Regions from separate parts of the Rattus norvegicus genome. Here region 1 is linked to region 2. Evidence: chromatin contacts called from public Hi-C data. All regions are on one chromosome and are shown on one strand. The core of a region is the stretch at or near the end of the contact, and the rest is flanking DNA. Distances in the headings are between cores, read along the strand shown.

Region 1 (5,585 bases), core at 1,315-3,814, 200 kb after region 2:
TCAACCAAGCCATAAGGCCAATATTTAACAACATTTCTTCCTTTTAAGTCAATAATAATAATAGGATGAGAATTAACATTTTCTTTCCATCTAAGAGAAGATGAAGGGAAAAACAAAAGGAAGAGAGAGGTCTGCCTATCTGAGGTCTGCCTGTCTGTCTATCTCCTATGTGCCTGTTACCACTTTTCTATTACCTTATCAAGTCTGGCAGAGCCACAGGAAAGCCAGCATGATCCTCTGTCACCTCTTCATGAGACTAGAACAGTACCATACAACAGAAAGAGAACGTGGGCCACAAGCCTGAGCCATGTTACCACAAACTGTAGAGGCCATAATTAAGAAAATAAAAAGTAAATGGCTGGAATTCATTTTAGTAGTAATTTTTATTCAAAATACCATCTCGTCGATACGCAATAAGTATGAAAAGTGTTAATATTTTCTACTCCTTCACACCGATTCTTCAAACACCCTGGGCATTGCATACGCAGTACCTGGCAATTATGATTAGCCACAGGTCAAGGACTTGAGAGGAAATGTAGCTACTGGCTCAGCAGGCTCTGAGGACCCCTCAATGGTGGTGGTACAGTCACACACGCCATCTGCTTCATCTCAGCAAGCTAGCCAGAGCACCTGGTACTGTCTTCAGTACAAGTTACACTCAAGTTAAGGGAACGGGCTTAAAATAACTTGTCTACTGCTGCTAACCGTGTGGTTTACTGCTCACCCAGCCAGTGTCACCAGGGCCAATGTATTCACTCTTTTCACCATGACTTTACTTTTGAGAGTCCTGGAAAGTCTGGACAATGGAAAAACTACTTCCTAAGACAGTATTCTGTGTTTTCCTCCGGAGGAGCCAGGGATAATGGGACATACACCAGACACTTCACTGCTGGGACAGCCCCTTCCAGTGACCTATATATGACTCTGGCTTGAGAAATGACAGGATGGGGTTTCCACTGTGCCACAGCCATGGGTAGGGCAGTCTGAAAGATGACCTGAACACACCGGCATCACCTACTTCACATCTGCGGAGATGGACAAAGACAGAGCAGTTAGCCAAGTGTGAAGCACACTACAACTCCTGTGACTTATTCTTCACCTGGAAGACCAGCGGGGGGGTGGGGGGGGAACCGCGGGGTGGGGGGGGGGGTCTGGATAACTTGAAACAGATGTTGAAGTGAGGAAGTGGGACCCCTGAGACTCCAGTGGTTGATTTCACGAAAGGGTGAGGACAAAGAGAGTTGAGTACCTCTGGCAACTGTCCCTAGCAATCATGAGAGACAAGATAAAGTAACAGGGACACTTCCACTCCTGCTGCACCGCCCAGCACCCACTGGTTTCCTCTTCCCAAGAACTGTACAGAACCGGACTGTATGCAAGACCCTCAGCTCCCTCTCGGTGCTTAACTGGCCTCAAATGCTGCGCCCTTGGGGGTCCTGGCACCTTCAGAGCTGAGTCCCTGCCTCTGCGGGAGTCCTGGCGCTAAGGTTCTCACAGGCGCGAAAGCCAGTTCGCCCTCTCCAACCCAAACAAACAGGCTAGGCTGGCCGCAGGAGTCTTGGTCTACCTGCCCATCTGCCGGGTCACGCCCGCGGATTGCTTCTGGCCCGCAACCTTTACTAGATCCAGGGGCAGTCACCCACACAAAGACGCCTTGTGCCTCTGCGTTTAACGACAGGCAGAAGTCTCGGGCACCGTACCGGAACAGAGCAGTGAGTACCCTGGCGCCAAATCCCTAGTCCCACATTCCCAGGCGATCTTCCCATCCTATATAACTCCCTGGCTTAAATATGGGTGTCCCGTCGACTGCACACAACGCGCACCCCCACGAAAAGAAAACGATCGGAGCAGGCGCATCAGAAAGGGGCGCATAAGCCGCTCCGCAGAAGTTTGCTTTGTCGCCCGCAGGAGGGGCCGAGCACCCCAGTGCCCAACTCTTGGCCCGCCCCAGCTCCCCGGCTGCAGGACGCCGGGGTCCTTCACGGCCCGCTCACCTCTAGTCCAGTCCACCACTTGTTTGGGGCTCCACTTGGTCACGGGCTCCATGGTAAGATGCTTCTCTACCCGCTGGGCTGGGGAGTCGACGGCGGAGTCCTGAAACTTGCGCCCGCAGTTGTCCCTTGCGTGTCCCGGGCGTCCGCTCAAGCCTGCATGGCCGCAGTCAGCCAGCCATCGCGCAGCGGCTCAGCGAGGGGAGTGCGGCCCTGGGTCCCTACGTACGGGACAGCTGTGTCCGGTACGGCTGCTCCCCGCAGCTACCGCCGTCCAGCTGCAGTTCTCCCCCACGCAGCTCTGGGATACAGCTGCTTCTCCGTGACCACCGCAGCAGCGGGCGCAAGATTGCAACCTCAGACCCCAGGCCCGGGGCTGCTCAGGCGTGGAACTCTCCTGGCCGGGAACTTCTAGGTCGGCTGGCCCTCCGCAGCCCCTGCGAGCTGTGTCCGCTCCCGAGGTCCTCACTCCGCGTGCGCCGGTGCCTCGAGCCTTCCCGCCAGCGGGTCCCACCTCCTGCGCCACCGTCGCGGGCCGCCCGGGAGGGGAAAAACGCAGAGCCTGCGCGCTCGGGTAGCAAAGTTTCTGCTCCGCTCGCTGCTCCCGGAATAAGAGCGGGGGCGGAGCGGAGCGGGAGCAACACGTGGGAGGGGGCGGAGCCGAGTGGGAGCAACACGTGGGAGGGGCGGGGCCGCGATGACGCGGACTCCAATTGCTTTCCCTCCTGCATCCCAGCTTGGGACTCCCCGGCTCTACTTTTCCTTTTCAAGGAGTGAGCTGTAGCTGCTGCTGGAGTCCTGGAGAGCCGCTTGGCTCCCAAGAGGTCCCAGTTTAGTGGCAGCCGAACCATCTGAATCCTGTAAACAGTTTTTTTTCTTTGTTTCTTGGTTGGAGATGTGTACGTTCTTGTTTTAAAAGCGTCAAGTCGCTATCTCATTTAGCCATTCAGGGGTCTTTTAAGTTTCCTAAAGTAGGCCAGTTGTGCTTTGGACAAAAGGACGGCGGTATACCACTGCTCTCAAGGCCGCTACATTGTATCAACTCTTCGCTCTAATAACACTAGAACGGCAGCTCTTCGAGTTGTGTTTTGCCATAATGCAATAGTCATATTTTCAAAATGACCTAATGCTCGATTCAGATTAGTCATTAACCCTAAGGCGAAATTTGTCAGTGAGCCAAAAAGAAAAGAAAGAAAAAACAGAACCTTATCCAGTTTCAGTCTCTGACAAGAGAAGGAAAACCCTTTCTGTACTGCAAGCCTCAATTTGGAAACAGGGCACCGGTCTGGGGAAAACCCTATAACCTGTGTTTACCTCCCTCCTGCCCTCCTTGCTTTCCCTCCCACACACAAGCAGACACTCTTAGGGCCCCTAGTGAGTCTTCTTTCAATTATAGTTATTGATTCCCATCTTCCCCTTGGCTACTATTAACCCTATCCAAGGAAGAGGCTGCTTGGTATTTGGGTATATTGAGCTGGATCTGTTCTTCCTCTTCCAACTGCTTAGCTTCTGGCGTAAGGGAGTGTTTATTCATTCAGTAAATGCCTGCAGTTGCCTCCCCTGTTCTAAACACTGCGTTCCTATTTGCTCTGTTAGGATAGGTGTTCTTTATTACACGTGAGACTCGCCACTAGTACCCAGATCTCTGTTGTACAGTGAGCGTTCTGGGTGTATAGTGTACAAACTGTCTTAGCCCTCCTGTGCAATTTGTCTATGCAACAAAAGACATACAAGTACCAAAAATAGCGATTTTTTTAAACAAAAGTAATTAATTACCCAACCCAGAAACTTGACAAAGACTTTGAGAAGATTCCTGGTATTTGCCCTCTTTTAAAGAAATGATCGGGGTTGGGGATTTAGCTCAGTGGTAGAGCGCTTGCCTAGCAACCACAAGGCCCTGGGTTCGGTCCCCAGCTCCGAAAAACAGAAGAAAAAAAAAAAAGGAAGAAATGATCTTTGACACCTGTCTTTCCTTAACCATCTTTAATGGCCTCCAGAGTGAAGAACCGTCTTGACCTTTGCACAGTGGGAACTATGCCTACAGTTTTGAAAACAACTATATGATTAGGATGACCAAGCAAGTAACTCATCTACAAAACAGTGCTGCCTACGAAAGGGGACACAACAATAACTAAGTTGATAGACTATGAATCTGGCCATATAACTCCTGGATCACAAAGAGAACCAAATGCTATATCAAACGATTTTGCTGTAGAATTTTACTTGGTGTTTTGACAATGTCCTCTTGTTCCTTTACATTTGTTGTACTGGAACATTAAAAAGCTGGAATTCCAGAGTCCAGCTTGCTGAATTTCACCCCACAGATAGCACAATCTACACTCAGCACATTAAACAAAATATGCAAAGAGAGCCAACTTAAAATCTCCAAAACGAAAGACCAATTAACTATATAAATGAATTAGCAATGTGTTTACTCTTCCAGTCCTGCAGGCTAATTACTATGTAAATAAGGCCTTCTACCTTAATTATAGCTGTTAGCATGTGAAAGTTCTAGGGTGTGCTGACTGCCAGCCTGAATGCAAACTTTACAGAGAAAGTTTGGCAGATCAAAGAGGAGGGATTTTAGATAAGCAGCTACGGAAATAGATGAGTATGTAAAAGCAATCATTTATACAGTTGCCAGTTTTCTTCCTGCTTGTCCCTAGTGGCCTTGCTCCTGGGTACCCACACTTTCAGCAGGAGCACCCTTCCTCCTTTCCGCCTGTACACTTGCCAGGGTTCCTCCCACATAACTAAGGAACCGAACAAATCTTCTGATTGAATTTGATATGTTACAGCATGGAGACTAGGTCCCGTTCTTCTGTATTTCCTTCTCTCCTTTTCTCTATGAGCCTCCTTGCATATTCAGGTCATTTATTCAATCAACAAAAATATGTTATAAATGCTTGTGCCATACTGAACCATGTGAAGAAGATTAAAAAATCTCACAGCTAGTACTCTTGGACATCATAGGTGTTTATCAGGAAGGGTTTTCTTCCTTCTGTTGCTTTTAATCAGAAGACAAAAACCAAAGGGGTACAGAGGAACCCAGACCAGCGAGTTCTGGAATCAATTTCACATTAATAATTTGAGTCTCTTCAAAGTTTATTGGTTTTAGTTGAGAAGTAGGGCCTGAGCACTTTGGAGACAAAGTCATTACTATGACTACTGGATAGGCATTCGTGTAAAAGATTCTGAGCCCTTCCTTTCCCAGTTCAAAACACTTCCCATAGTGAGAGAAATGGGAAGGTATTCAAATGCCAGCTGCTCCAAATGCTTTTCCTCTCAGCTGAGGTCCCTTCTTTTGATGGTTGTCTTTCCATCATGAGATTCCTTTTCCAAATCAGAACATTTAGAATCATTTAATCCTTCCCACATATAAATTGACTAGTGTTATACGGAGTTCCTCCAGAGAAGTACAAGTGTTCTTATCTATGATGTCACCTGGCTGCAAAGTCATCAGTCAAGGAAATGACCTAGGCTGCTGATGAGCTTGTCTCCAAGCTCAGCTCCGATGGGCCTGGATTCTTCACACCACAGTAATGAAATTATCTCTCTAAATACACAAGCGTCCCATCAGATAATCCAGGAGGT
Region 2 (5,781 bases), core at 2,692-5,191:
AAAGATCAAATCTAAATGTTTCCCATTTCAGTTACTTTTAACCCAAATATTTGTGTGTGCGTGTGTGTGTGTGTGTGTGTGTGTGTGTGTGTGTGTGTGTGTGTGTGTGATTGCTTCCAGGAATGCAGACATTTAAGTTATGGGAACTCAAGGAGTTGGCTCAGTTTGTGAAGTGCCTTCGGAACAAATGCTAAGACCTGTGCTCTATGCCCAGATTTCATGTACAAGCTGGGCATGGAGACATTCACCTGTAAACCCAGCACTGGGGATAGGGGTGGGGTCAAGACAAGGCAAATCCTGGGACCCCTTTAGCCAATCTAGCCAGAACTGGATCCCCAGGTTCAATGAGGCACCCTGTCTCAAAAAATAAGATTACAGGTGGTAGAGGAAGTCTCCTAAAGCTGACCTCTGGTCCCCACAAGTACATGCACAGGTGTGTGTACTGGAATACATACATGTACACACATGCATGTACCCCAAACACCATAAAAGTGAAAACATATAAAACTAAGTCGTCATCATTCATTTATATAATTCATGGATTTTGGTCAGACTAAATACTCTGAGGTCCATGTGTTTTAAAACAAATATTTGTGCCGGACCTGAGTGTGTATTCTGTTTTCTAACCTGGGATTCTATCTTAAGGGTCTGAAGTCATTAATCTCCAACGCATCTCTGGTCCTTAGCATCTTCTTAAGCTATTCATTTTGGAGAATTGTACCATCTTTGTTGAGTTCTTCCTAGCTCTCTCCAGCCCTAAGAGCCATGGCTATTAGCAGGGCTTTCTATTTCGGTGGGGAGCTGAGGGGCAGGATCTCCCTGTGTAGCCCTGGGTTAAGCTTAGCTGGTTGAAACATACCAGCCCATACATGATACTGGAATAATTGTTATTAATTTAAAGCCTGAAACTTGACCCTTATCTGAAACCATGTCAAAATCAAGTGCTCATTGATAATAGATTTAATATGGACAGAGAAAGACGAATATTCTAGAAGACAAGGCAGATATCCTGTGACCTTAGAGTGGTAGAACATGTTGATAATCACTATTGGTTTTCAGTTGATAGACATGGCACCCCTGAATTCAGTTGCACTTTCTTTAGCTGCTTCCAATGATGTTAGGTAGAATAGTAAATTTATCCATAGACATGTAACATATATACTCTGAGATATGTGTTTTCTTGGGCATTTGGTTTTCGTATTATTCCTTACATGGTGAAACATTACTCAATTTAATGTAATGACCACATATTTTGGTAATTTTCTATGTTTACATGTTACTTTTAATTACCCATGTTTAAGATTCTACATGCCAAATTCTATAGTCTGAAAATATTGGAAGTCTTAATTTCTTCTTTTTTTAAATCATCATAGCTTTGTCTAATTCTCTTACAAGCATCTGCAATACTGTATTGTTGAAGAGTAGCAACAAGTATCTTTGGCTTATTCCTGATGTCAAAGGCAAAGGTCCTAACTCTTGTTCATCATCTGTGCCATAGGGGATGAGGAGCCTTGTTCCTGATAATGGCCCATATCAGGGATCCACACAAGGCCTGCTTAGCAGTCAAACTGACACTTCTCTCTGTGGTTAAGTTTGGCAGGGTGGTTCGAGCTAGAAGGTTGACTGCTGAGATCATGCTTTTAGTTATGCACCTAGAGCTTAGGGTCCCTAGGCTTCTTCCCTATCTGATGTGTCAGCCCACCCAGATCCATGCCCAAAGTTTGTGTCTATCTGAAGGGCGTCCTTAGAATATATGGACTTTGAAAATAAGTTCAGCTTTCACTAGAGGAAATGGTCTCTTGCAGATGTAAAATCTTATAAGTGGTAAAGTGAGGGTGAATTTGAACCTAACAATTTGTACACAAGGAAAGGAAAGAAGGAAGCGCACAAAATGTAAAAGAGGCTTTGCCTGTTGGGCTTAAGACCCAAGCACTGTGCTTGGCACATGGTCCATCCCATTTGATGGTTGAATAACAGCTTTGGTTGTTATTAGTGAGGAATGAGTTCTACCCTGAGCCCTGTGCTTGCTCTTGTGTCACATAGGTGAGCTTATGACAGACAGCATCACAGGGACAGGGAGAGGCACTTCTCACAGTAAAGGAAGCTGGCAAGGTATAGAACTGAGATGCTTTGGATAAACATTAAGAAATACAGGTCTCTGTGCAAGTAAACAAACAATTTTCTTCTCAATTATCCACCTTTTTAAATCTGTTCCTATTAAACTCAGTAAGTTAAAAATGCAAAATCAGGGGCTGGCACTAGTTGCTCTTACAGAGAACCATGGGTCCAGAACTACCTGCCACTCAAGGCCCAGATAACCCACTGCCCTCTTCTGTCCCCTCTCCCAGCTCCTTCATGCATGCGGTGCACATAAATTCATGCAAGCTTGCATCCATACACACAGGTAATAAAAATGAATAACCATTTTAATATTAAATTATTACTAAAACATTCAAATAACTCAGCTACTTAGTAAAGTATAAGAAGTGGTATGCATGAAGGATTTGGGAAAGTTGTATGTAAATGCAAAACTTTAAATGTCATCCAAGAATAAATGACTCCTGAAGCTTCTACCTACTTCTCTCCTTCCTCAGTTTTCTGCATGTTAGGAAAGGCAGTGTGAGCCAACAGTCCTGGCAGAGGTAACACATGTCACTTACAGTTCAGAGAAGGTTAGCCTGCTACAAACTATCTTCCCCATGATGGCAAACCCTTGAGGTCAATTACTGACAAGATGGTGCCACAAGATGGCAGAGTTTGCCTCAGCACATATCCTGGGTGGACTCCAAGGCTGGGATCTCCTCACCAACTGGCACACTGCCTGAATTTCTTAGCCATTCCATGTGAATCAGAAATAAAGGTTTGTTACGCTGAGCTTCTCAGATCTGGGGGTTAATTTCAGTATCACCTCAGGCATCTACCAAGAGATCCTTGTGGTTTATTAATTATTAACAAAACTCCTGAGATTCTTGTTAAGATCTGTTTATGATTTTTTCCTGTGTAAACTGACACCCAAGGTAGTTAACTCCCTTTTTGTGATTTTATTGGGAACAGTGCTATTGTTTTTCACAGAGGATAACAGGCTAAATAACAATGGAAATGTCAGAGAAGAAGAAACTTTTTGGACGCTGAGAACTTTACTCTTCCTCTCCAAGTTTCTTACATCTACAAAGTAGTACAGAATTTTTTCCCAGAAAAGAAAAATATGCCATATTCATTTGCAGAAATGACTTCAAAAGATTTTGAGATTTCCAATGAATACTTTGTAAACTGGATTCTGCCCCTTTGGAAGCTATTTTCATAATTTTGAGCTGAAATTTAGGAAGGAAAAGATTTTGTTCACTAGAAAAAAAAATAACCACACAAATGTTAATCTGACATCAAGATAACCTAAACAGCTTGCAAATTCTGGTTTTGAGGAGCAGTCTCTGTGTCTCTTTAGCTTGTCTCTTATTGCTTTGTAACCCAGCTGTCTCGTTCCTATTCATAATGTCATATTTTGTGGAAAATAGGCATATTCAAGGATAAAAAAACATATGTGGACATCTATCCCTTTATCACCAGCACACAAGCTTTTAACACAAAGTTATTTTAAAATAGATCAAGAGACCTTGGGATCCAAGTTGCTTCTCTATTAAAGGAAAGAGACTTGGCCCCAGAAATTCAATTCTGGAAAAAAATCCGCTGGTGTCCTAAATCACTTGGTAATATAAATCAAATCAAGTGGGTCTTAGAACATAACGCTGATAGACACAACGAGAAAGACAGCTAAAGAAAAACATAACCCTGTGTTCATAACTGCACTCTCGCAAAACTCACAACATTCACTGCCCAGCAGGAATATGTCAAAATAATTAGACAGGCATTTTATGGTTAAGAATCCTGGGAAGGACTCAAATAGTTGTGGGCTGAGAAACATAGACAGATGTGAGTGAGAACTGAATATGAATCACTGGCTCCCACTACACATGTTTAGACTGGGCAAGCTTCCTTCACCATGGCTGACTGACCTCCCCTACGGATGGAAATCACTACAATATTTTTACATTAGCTTAAGGATGTTTCATAAGCTTAATGGCTGCCCAAACTCCATCTCTTGGAACCAGTCAGCTAAAAAAAAATATTCAAACTACTTTTTCATAAACTGCAATCCAGATCCCAGAGATAACCCCGTGTCACAGCTCTCCATGACCAAATTCTCCCCAGAGAGAGCTGGTCTCCCAGGAGTGCTGACACACCTAAGTTCACAAGCTCACAGGCTAATAGGAGGGACAAGCTCTAGTAAAAGACAGCAGGACCAGCTAACACTAGAGATAAGCAAATGGCAGAGGGCAAGGGCAAGTATCTAAACAACAGAGAGCAAAGCTACTGAGTCATCAGAACTCAGTTCTCCCATCACAGCAAGCCCTGGGTCCTCCAGCACCAGAAAAGCAAGATTCTGATTTAAAAATCACATCTCATGGTGATGATAGAGGACTTTAAGGACATAAATAACTCCCTTAAAGAAATACAGGAGAACACAGGAAAACAGATAGAAGCCACAAAAGAAGAAACACATAAATCCCTTAAAGAAATACAGGAAAGCACAAACAGGTGAAGGAATTGAACAAAACCATCCAGGATATAAAAATGGAAATAGAATTAATAAAGAAATTACAAAGGGAGACAACCCTGGACATAGAAATCCTAGGAAAGAGATCAGAAGTTATAGATGCAAGCATCACCAACAGAATACAAGAGATAGAAGAGAGAATTTCAGGGGCAGAAAATAACAGAGAAAACATTACACAACAATCAAAGAAAATGTAAAACGCAAAAAGTTCCTAACCCTAAATATCCAGGACACAAAGAGAAGACCAAACCTAAGGAAAATAGGTATAGATGAGAGCAAAGATTCCCAACTCAAATGGCCAGTAAATATCTTCAACAAAATTATAGAAGAAAGCATTCCTAAGCTAAAGAAAGAGATGCCTATAAACATACAAGAAGCCTACAGAGCCCTACATAGACTGGACCAGAAAAGAAATTCCTCCTGTCACATAATAGCACAAAACAAAGAAAGAATATTAAAAGCAGTAAGGGAAAAAAGTCAAGTAACAAACAAAAGCAGACCTATCAGAATTACACCAGACTTCTTACCAGAGACTATGAAAGCCAGAAGATTCTGGGCAGATGTCATACAGACCCTAAAAGAACACAAATGCCAGCCCAGGCTACTATATCCAGCAAAACTCTCAATTACCATAAACAGAGAAACCAAGATATTCCATGACAAATGAAATTTACATAATGTCTTTCCACAAATCCAACTTTACAAAGGATAATATATGAAAAACTCCAACAAAAGGAAGGATACTATACCCTAGAAAAGGCAAGAAAGTAATCTCCTTTCAACAAACCCAAATGAAGATAGCCACTCAAACATAATTCCACCTCTAACAACAAAAATAACAAGAAGCAACAATCACTGGTTCTTTTTTTTTTTAAAGATTTATTCATTTATTATATATAAGTACACTGTAGCTGTCTTCAGATACACCAGAAGAGGGCATCGGGTCTCTTTACAGATGGTTGTGAGCCACCATGTGGTTGCTGGGAATTGAACTCAGGACCTCTGGAAGAGCAGTCGGTGCCCTTAACCGCTGAGCCATCTCTCCAGCCCCACAATCACTGGTTCTTAATATCTCCTAGCTCAATGGACTCAACCCCCCCCCCAAAAAAAACATATATAGACTAACTGACTAGACATGTAAACAGGACTCAGTATCTTGCTAGGAAACA

The links. Hi-C and Micro-C count contacts between places; a contact is called where the count stands out from the background.
Region 1: a contact with region 2 is called in a Hi-C map of the A7r5 cell line, with 5 times the contacts expected there. The contact joins the promoter of Cnksr3 here to the enhancer-like site in region 2. A contact is called at or near these places in 3 of 12 Hi-C or Micro-C datasets (the A7r5 cell line, the Rat2 cell line and Schwann cells).

What each region holds. Positions count from the first base shown.
Region 1 is chr1:45,994,357-45,999,941 of GRCr8, forward strand. Cnksr3 (Cnksr family member 3) reads right to left here and starts at 2,565. Exons shown (of 13, transcript NM_001012061.1): 1 at 1,995-2,565. The coding sequence starts at 2,046.
Region 2 is chr1:45,793,965-45,799,745 of GRCr8, forward strand. All of the region lies in intron 1 of Ipcef1 (interaction protein for cytohesin exchange factors 1), which reads right to left. It also overlaps a transcript of Oprm1 not described here. Among named protein-coding and RNA genes, the nearest start is that of Ipcef1, 60 kb to the right of the region's middle. Within about 2 kb of position 3,942, at least 5 of the 93 cell types and tissues checked have an H3K27ac peak or open chromatin away from gene starts, as enhancers often do. A contact at or near this core is called in the A7r5 cell line, where this site is marked.